Regions from separate parts of the Macaca mulatta genome. Here region 2 is linked to region 1. A link is a contact called in public Hi-C data. All regions are on one chromosome and are shown on one strand. The core of a region is the stretch at or near the end of the contact, and the rest is flanking DNA. Distances in the headings are between cores, read along the strand shown. Region 1 overlaps SYTL2 (synaptotagmin like 2). Region 2 overlaps SYTL2 (synaptotagmin like 2).

What was found. Hi-C and Micro-C count contacts between places; a contact is called where the count stands out from the background.
Region 2: a contact with region 1 is called in a Hi-C map of CD4 T cells, with 2.5 times the contacts expected there. The contact joins two enhancer-like sites. A contact is called at or near these places in 5 of 14 Hi-C or Micro-C datasets (CD4 T cells, blood, fibroblasts and 1 more).

Annotation. Positions count from the first base shown.
Region 1 is chr14:86,293,164-86,297,565 of T2T-MMU8v2.0, reverse strand. It overlaps SYTL2 (synaptotagmin like 2), which reads left to right. Exons shown (of 21, transcript XM_077964145.1): 18 at 2,046-2,124. Among named protein-coding and RNA genes, the nearest start is that of CCDC89, 13 kb to the right of the region's middle. Within about 2 kb of position 1,970, at least 4 of the 40 cell types and tissues checked have an H3K27ac peak or open chromatin away from gene starts, as enhancers often do. A contact at or near this core is called in CD4 T cells, where this site is marked.
Region 2 is chr14:86,441,216-86,445,617 of T2T-MMU8v2.0, reverse strand. SYTL2 (synaptotagmin like 2) reads left to right here. Exons shown (of 21, transcript XM_077964145.1): 3 at 1,631-1,779. All of the region lies in intron 1 of CCDC83 (coiled-coil domain containing 83), which reads right to left. Among named protein-coding and RNA genes, the nearest start is that of SYTL2, 7.6 kb to the left of the region's middle. Within about 2 kb of position 2,452, at least 3 of the 40 cell types and tissues checked have an H3K27ac peak or open chromatin away from gene starts, as enhancers often do. A contact at or near this core is called in CD4 T cells, where this site is marked.

The DNA of each region.
Region 1 (4,402 bases), core at 721-3,220:
GGATTGGTGTTATGCACCTGTAGTCCCAGCTACTCAAGAGGCTGAAATGGGAGGATCACTTGAACCCGGGAGGTGGTGGTTGCAGTGAACTGAGATCACACCATTGCACTCTAGCCTGGGCAACAGAGCAAGACCCTGTCTCAAAAAAAAACAAAAAACAAAAAACAAAAAAAACCACCCACCTGATTCTGAGCCCTATTCCCAAGATTTATGGGCCCAGGAATATACATTTTTTAACAGGTTCCCCATCAATGCTGCTGGCCTAGAAACCATACTTTGAAAACCACTGGTTTAGAGTGCTTTTCCAATGCCATTCCTTCTTGGCAGGCCATGGACTCCAAGTTTTGTCTCTCCGGCCTCATGAAACTGCTAAAAGTCCTGCTCACCTTTTCAGTCTCTTTCTGTTAGGCTTTTTATGTGCTCAGTTTGGCACTACTTAAATGCCTCAAAGTGAAAAGCCTAGAAGAATGTCACACTCTAAGATCTTGTTCATTTGAGTCCCGTCTGTATTAATACTTATTTAGCACTTTCAATTTGATATTTAAAATCCCGCCTTTTAAATTGTTCTTAGTTTAGGGGTTGATGTGATCCAAGCTAGTCCATCATAGTAGGAAGTGATAAATATAAATAACTAATACAAACCATTACTTATTGTCTACACAACAGTGGAACTGTTTTAGTTCCACTAAAGAAATGATTCTCAAATGTTATATCAAAATCACATGAAGCACTTATTTCTAGCCCTACCCAAGACCTGAACTCCTCAGAAGATACCAAAATCATATCATTTTTAACTGGCTACCATTATGTTTCTGATACATACCCATGTTTTGAAAATAAAGCTCTAAAGAGCCCGAATTTGAAAGTAAAACTATCTTTCTTACAGGTTTAGCATCCCTAATCCAAAAATTTCAAATCCATAATGCTCCAAAATCTGAAACTTTTTGGGTGCCGATATGATGCCACAAGTGGAAAATTCCACACCTGACCTCATGTGATAGGTTGCATAAAGTTATTAAAAATATTATATAAAATTACCTTCAAGCTATGTGTGGGAGATGTATATGAAACATAAATGAATTTTGTGTTTAGACTTGGGTCCCATCCCTAAGATATCTCATTATGTATATGCAAATATTACAGAATTCAAAAACAAATCCGAAATCTGAAACATTTTTGGTCCCAAGCATTTCAGATAGGGAATACTCAAGGTGTACTTGAAAATAACAGATAGAAATTTTAAAAATTATTGTTCACTTTGGGAGGCCGAGACAGGCGGATCACGAGGTCAGGAGATCGAGACCATCCTGGCTAACACGATGAAACCCCGTCTCTACTAAAAAATACAAAAAAACTAGCCAGGCGAGGTGGCAGGCACCTGTAGTCCCAGCTACTCGGGAGGCTGAGGCAGGAGAATGGTGTAAACCCGGGAGGCGGAGCTTGCAGTGAGCTGAGATCCGGCCACTGCACTCCAGCCTGGGCGACAGAGCGAGACTCCGTCTCAAAAAAAAAAAAAAAAAAAAAAAAAAAAATTCTTGTTCAGTCTTTGTTATACTTACAGACTTCTTTGCATTTGGCCTAAAATAATCAGATTAGTGCAGCTTTGAAAATGTAAGATATAGCCTTTTCCCCCTTACTTTCACACACTGTCTCATACTCCTTCAAATAAAGGGAATACAAATAAATTGTCATATATGCTGGCTGAATAGCTAACAAAATATTTGTGTTTTGATTAAGATTAAAGCATTCTAAGAAACCTCTCCCATCTCCAAGAAAGCCATTCTGGTTTCTTCACCATCTTTGAGACTAAAGGCCTTGAAATATTTTCTGGGTATCCTGCAAGATTTTTCAAGATATACAGCCTAGCTTTCCCAGGTATTAAGGCAACAGTCTAGTTCTGATGCAGAGATAAAGTTTAATCCAGAGCACTCATGAGTGACACATGGTCCCAGAAATGGGACAGATATGGTTCTCTAATAGGACCTGTACCAACAAACAGAATGAAAAGTCTGTCTCACACCTGCTGACATTTCTTCACTTTTCAGACAGCACCAGTTGCCCTTGAAGCAGAAAACAGAGGTGAAATGAAACTAGCTCTCCAGTATGTCCCAGAGCCAGTCCCTGGTATGTAATGATTTTCTATTCAGATTTATTTCCTTTCCTTATCGTTCTCTTCTCCCAGTATTTATTATGCATTTTCAAAGGTGAGGCCCTAAACAAACTTATCAAGTTAGTAACGTATAGACCAAATGAGTCTATTCACAGTTGTAAATAAGAAAGTTCTTTTTTTGTTATTGTGACAAAAACCATAAAATCTACCATCTTCACCATTTTTAAGTGTACAACTCAGTAGTTCTAAGTATATTCACACTGTTGGGAAACAGATCTCCAGAACCTTTTCATCTTGCAAATCTGAAACTCTGTATCTGTTAACCAACAATTTCCTTTTCCCCTACTGCCAGCTTTGGTAATCATCATTCTACTTTCTGTTTCTATGAGAAAATTCTCATTTTTTTTTTTTTTAGTTTAGTTTATAGTCCTTAGGTTTCACCTCACTCTCCAAAAAGTTTGTATCTGCACAATGTGAATGACCTGTATTCAGAATTTGTGTATTCCTGTGTTCAGAATTTGGACCTATTGATAGTGCTATAAGAATAAAACTTGAGTGTTCTTTTTCACAGGTGGGAATTAGGAGGACTCCAGAGAACTTAAAGCTCATTGGCCTTCCACTCTCAGGGTCTCATTAAGAGATAAAGCTTTTCCCTCAAGATTATCAGTTGCCTCCTTGTCAGGTCTTCAGCCCAGTTAAGGAGCAAGAGACTAGCAGGAAATGAATGCCAGCCAGCTCCTTGATCCATTTCCCAAGGGAGTTCCCCAAGTTAGTCTCTTTAAGAATCTGTATGAACATTATGGCTGAAATCAGAGGTTGTAAACTCAAATGCTTTCAGTAACCAGGCAGTGAAGCTAGTGAGATGGAAGAAATAATTGATGGTGAGGATAGTAACTGAACTAAAGAAAAGCATTCTAATGTCGTTTGTACCGCCCACACAAAAAGAAATAATTAGAGGGCAAGCAAAGCATATTTTCAGGCCAGATTGCTGTCAGACTACCACCTTGTAACTTCTGGATTTTCCTAAAAGGTAGATTATTTTGCATATAATTTGTATTCTATCATTTAAAGTCAACATTCATAGAAACCCCATTTTCCTTTTACCTTCTATCACTTGGTAGTAGAGGGCAGGGGTATTGTGTGTTGTGATGTGTGCCACCATGTCTGAATTTTTGCCCATGTAGTTTTTCTTCCTTGAAATGGCTTCCTCTTCTCCTCAACCTACCAAAATCTTAGACGAAGCCCCATCTCCTCCATAAAGCTTTTCCTAACTATATTAGATCTCACTGATCGTATCATCTTCTAGAACATTGCAGTAATAACTTGGAGTTTCACTGTATATTACATTTTTATCATTTTATTTGAATTATTCTCTCCAGCATAACTATAAACATTTCCCAAGGACATAGATTATTTCATGTATTCTCTGTATATCTAATGATGTTCCTAGCATAGCATAAGATGAGCATATGATAGATGCTCACTAAATACTGTTTGGTTAACTGATTGAGCTAACCCAGTCAGAAAAATCTGGTGGCATTCCTCTGTTCATATGAACCCAGTCTAGACAACAATATAAGACTAAGCCAAGTTCTTAGTAACTGTCTGCCCATAATATTAACTATTACATATATACATACAATATCCCTATAAAATGTGTAACCACTCTTGACCGGGTGTGGTGGCTCACCCCTGTAATCCCAACACTTTAGGAGGCTGAGGCAGGTGGATCCCTTGAGGTTAGGAGTTCAAGACAAGCCTGGGCAACATGACGAAACTCTCTCTCTACAAAAATTTAAAAATTAGCCAAGTGTGGTGGCACATGCCTGTAGTCACAGCTACTCCGGGAGGGCTGAGGTAGGAGGATCACTTGAGCCCAGGAGGTTGAGGCTGCAGTGAGCCATGATTGCACCACTGAACTCCAAGCTGGGTGACAGAGTGAGACCATGTCTCAAAAAAAAAAAAAAAAAAAGTGTAACTACTCTTAAAAATGATTACCTTAGCCAATACTTGTTTTGGGTACTTTACACTCAAATATGTTTTAAATGGCTTCCACTAGCACCGATTGATACTGGTATTAATATTTGGAAGGTATATGCATTTCATTGAGATATTTTGAATATAACTGTAAATGAATGATTCACATTCCTGATGTCTGATTTTGTTGAACCAAGCAAAACCCCAAATGAATGATGTATGAATGATGTAATACTCTGTAATTACAGTCAATATGAATTATTTTTATAGAGCTGAGTTCAGTAAAACCAGATTATGAAAGACTTAGTTAAGACT
Region 2 (4,402 bases), core at 1,203-3,702, 150 kb before region 1:
TAACGCAATATCACAGGGTCCTGAGGCGACATACATCCTCTTCAGCTTATGAAGATGATGGGATTAAGAGATTAAAGTAAAGACAGGCATAGGAAATCACAAGGGTATTGATTGGGGAAGTGATAAGTGTCCATGAAATCTTCACAATTTATGTTCAGAGATTGCAGTAAAGACAGGCGTAAGAATTATAGAAGTATTAATTCGGGGAACTAAGAAGTGTCCGTGAAATCTTCACAATTTATGTTCTCCTGCCATGGCTTCAGCTGGTCCCTCCGTTTGGGGTCCCTGACTTCCCACAACAATATTCTTTAACACTCCTCTCTTCAAGAGGTAGCATCTCTGTTCCCTCTCCTTGAATCTGGGTGGTCTTATGACTACTGTAAGCAAGAGAGTATGGAAATGACTCTGTGTTCCTTCTGAGGCTAGTTTTTAAAAAATCATGCAGCTTCCTCCTGGTTCTTTTGGGATACTTGCTCTAGAGGAAGCCAGCTGCAATGTAAGAAGTCCATCTCCTGTGAGACAACCATGCTGGAGAGGCCAAGTATAGGTACTGTGGTCCACCATTCTAGCTGACCCCACCTTATAACTCACAAAGTGCCAGACATGTGAACAAAGTAATCTTGGACTGTCCCAGCTGGCCCATCCATCAGCTAAGTATTGCTGAGTTAATCTCAGTTGAAGCCACAGGAGCAAGAGATCACCAATTACTAACCTACAGGATCTGTGAGCTGTAATAAAGTGGTGGTTGTGTTATTTTATTTTTAAATTTTTTTGCAGAGACCAGGTCTCACTGTGTTGCCCAGGTTCATCTTGAACTCCTGGGCTCAAGTGATCCTCCTGCCTCAGTCTCCCAAAGTGCTGGGATTACAGGCATGAGCCACGGCACCCAGCCCAGATTGTTGTTTTAAACTAATTAGTTTTGTTAGTATATTTGTTGTCTATTATTGCACAACAAATGCCTCCAAAATGTAGCAATTCAAGACAATAATAATCATTTATTATCCCACAGTTTCTATGGATCAGGAATTCGGGAGCAACTTCACTGGGCAGTTGTAGCTTGTTGTAACTCATGAGGTCAGATGTTGGACAGATTCTGTCTCTGCCTGAAGGAGTTCTCATTCTAGGGGAAGTGAGGAGCAATCAAGTTATTCTGCAATTATAAAACAGTTGGATACTTTCCAGAAAAGGGGTAAAAGCAAGGTGTCATGGAAAACCTAATCCAGTCTTGCGAGTCAGGGAAAATTTTCCAGAGGAATTGAGATATAAATTAAAACTTGACAATGAGCAGGAAGTTTGGAGCATTGAGTGGGAGGGCCTGGGACAGAGGGCATTGCAAATACAAAGCCCTAGAGGTAAAAATGAAAATGATGAGTTTCTAATGAAGCAGAAGAGATTACCATGGTTGGATAATAGGTTCCCAGGTATAGGAGAGAAGTTGAGACAGGAGGCTGGAGAAGCAAGTAGGGACAGATCATGGCGGGTCCTCTGAGCCATAGAGAAGATTACAGGCTCTGTGATGATGACAGAAGTTCACTCTGGCAAGTGTGGAGGAGGGTGGGAACAGGCAGGACAGGGTCAGGTTCCAGAATGAGTTCCACTGACCACAGTTTCAATCTTTCTTTTGCCTAAGGGTCACTCACTTGGTTCCAGTTTCTGGTCCAAGGAGCTTGTCTCAGGCTCTGCCCTTTGCAAGATTGCAGTGACTGGCAAAAAGAATGACCTCATCTCTTTGGCTCAAGTTGTCAGCTTGCCTAATCTCTGGAACCTTCTATGGCTCAGGTGAGATGCCCACCTCCACACCAGGAAGTAGTCTATGAAACTACTATCACCACACCACCAGAGAATATGTGGAGTAACACTACCTCACATCTGGAGAATGAGGCAGTATACACTCTAACTTCCATATTTTAAGAACTGTATTTGTTTATGGAAAGGAAAATAAAATTACATTTTCAGGAATATCTACCAATATTAGCAAACCCAAGGTAGTGTGCTCCATTTTTAAATAAGGGAGTAAGAAGTTTGTGAATTACTCCCTACACACTTCATATGGTTTTGAGGACATACTATTTTACCCTTTATACAGCACACTACCTAAGAAAGTCCATTGCCAGAAGACCACTTTCTTATTCTATGTAAATGAAATGTCTAGAAAAGGCAAATTTACCGAGACAGAAATTGAGAGGCTTCAGCTAGGGCTTACATGATAGAGTCACCAGCAGGGGGACTGCTTGGAGAGGAAGCTGTCCAAGTGAAGCCATGAGCAGTTGAAAGGGGTATTGCAGAGAAGAATAGTCTTTGACCCTGAAATTGAAAAATCCTTCTTCTGTCGAATGCCCCTGACTTTGGGAAGTACCCATTGAGGCATCTGGTGAGACTGAGAGATATACTTCCCATAACCATACTTTGTTGATGCTTATTTTGTTTAAGAACATGAAATTTGGAGTCAGTTCAGGGTTCTGAAACTGCTTACTAGTTGTGTGACCTTGGATGAGTTACTCTACCTTTCTGTATCTCAGTTTCCTGATCTAGAAAATGGACATAATATTGCATACTTCTCAGGGCTGCTCTGAAGATTACTGGGTACAATTCCTGGCACACAGTAGGTCCTCAATAAATGTTAATTCTTCCTTGTAGCCTTTTAACTGTTATATGAGAATGCTGGAAAGTAGGAGAATGTGAAACTTTTCTGTGTCATATTTTCCGTGTAGCCAGAGAGGGCTTTCTCCACCTAGTTAGTGTCTAAATTTGATGGGACCCAAATATGCATCTTGGACCCAGCTCCAAGACTACACACACACACACTCAGCATCAGTTAGATGGCTCACAGTCACACCATGCCCCAAACTCATTATCTTCCACCCCCTCCAATTTGCCTCTTCTCCTTGAGGCTATGTTCCATATTTAGAAAATGACACCAGCCTCCACTTAGCTCTTCAAGCCTGAAGATTAGGAGTCATTCTAGACTTTTATTTTATTTTATTTTATATTTTATTTTATTTTATATTTTATATTTTATTTTGTTTTTTGTTTTTGTTTTTGTTTTTGTTTTTTTTTGAGACGGAGTCTTGCTCTGTCACCCAGGCTGGAGTGCAATGGCGTGATCTTGGCTCACTGCAAGCTCTGCCTCCCAGGTTCAAGTAATCCTTCTGCCTCAGCCTCCCAAGTAACTGGGATTTCAAGAGTGTGTCACCACACCCAATTTGTATTTTTATTAGAGACAGGGTTTCACCATGTTGGCCAGGCTGGTCTTGAACTCCAGACCTCAAGTGATCTGCCCGCCTTGGCCTCCCAAAATGCTGGGATTATAGGCATGAGCCACCATGCCTGGCCCATTTTAGACTCTTTAATTTTCCTTACCTCCAGATCTAATCAAGCTTCAAGTTTCAATAGTCTATTGACAGATTCCACTGGCCACAGCTGGAATTGAACACATTCTACAGTAGATTTAACCCAGTCATTAATTTTCATCCAAAAGTATTTTAGATTATATTTGTTGGGCAGCTACTCTGAGCTAGGCACTATGTCAGGCTTTCTCTTCACTACCTCCACCCTAGTACAGGTCCCAGTCTTTCCTGAGTTGACTGATGAAATAGCTTCCTATCTAGCCATCCTGAATTCAGTCCTTTCTTCACATTCTTCCACAGACCCATTCCCTTAAGACCATAAATGGCTTTCCACAGATCTCTTAGGAAAGGGTTTCTGACATGGCTGATAAGGCCCTCCAAGATCCAGGCCCACCCAGGTCTAGGTCAGGTCCCCTTGTTATATGCTCCAATTGGGTTCCCCCAGAAACACCTTTATATGGGGGTTTGAGTGCAAGTAGTTTATTAGGGAAGTAGTCTTGGAAAGCTATGGTAGGAAAATGGGGACATGAGGGAGGAATAAAAGCCAATTCAGGATATGTTAGCAAACAAGTTATTGGGAGATGGGTAACAGGGGCTTGGTTTCACTGGAAACCCTGGGAGACAGCAGAGAATACACTCAGAATTGTCCCACCCAGAGGGTGAGGAAGCTGGGTGGTTAACTCTCATTTGTCATGAGTTGAGGACGTTCCTGAGGGCATTGATTCCCAACCCCGATAGCCTGCAGGGGCTAACCATGCCCCTACCCACTGCGGGTCAGAGAAGTCCTCACTCAGGACTGAGTGTTGAGGTGCTTGCAGGAAGAAGCCCTTAGCTTGCCTGGTGAATGCTGCGGGGATAGGGGCAGCCACTAGTGTGACCACAGCTTTCAGAATGCACTTGACCTCCCCTTTGTAGCTCTCCTTGCCCTTGAAATGAACTCATTCAGTGTCAATCTTTCAAGCTAATATCTTAGCTCTGTAAGGGTGTAGACCATGTCTCTCTGCTTCACCATTATACCACCAGTGCCTAGCACAGAGCCTGACATGTAAAAGGTG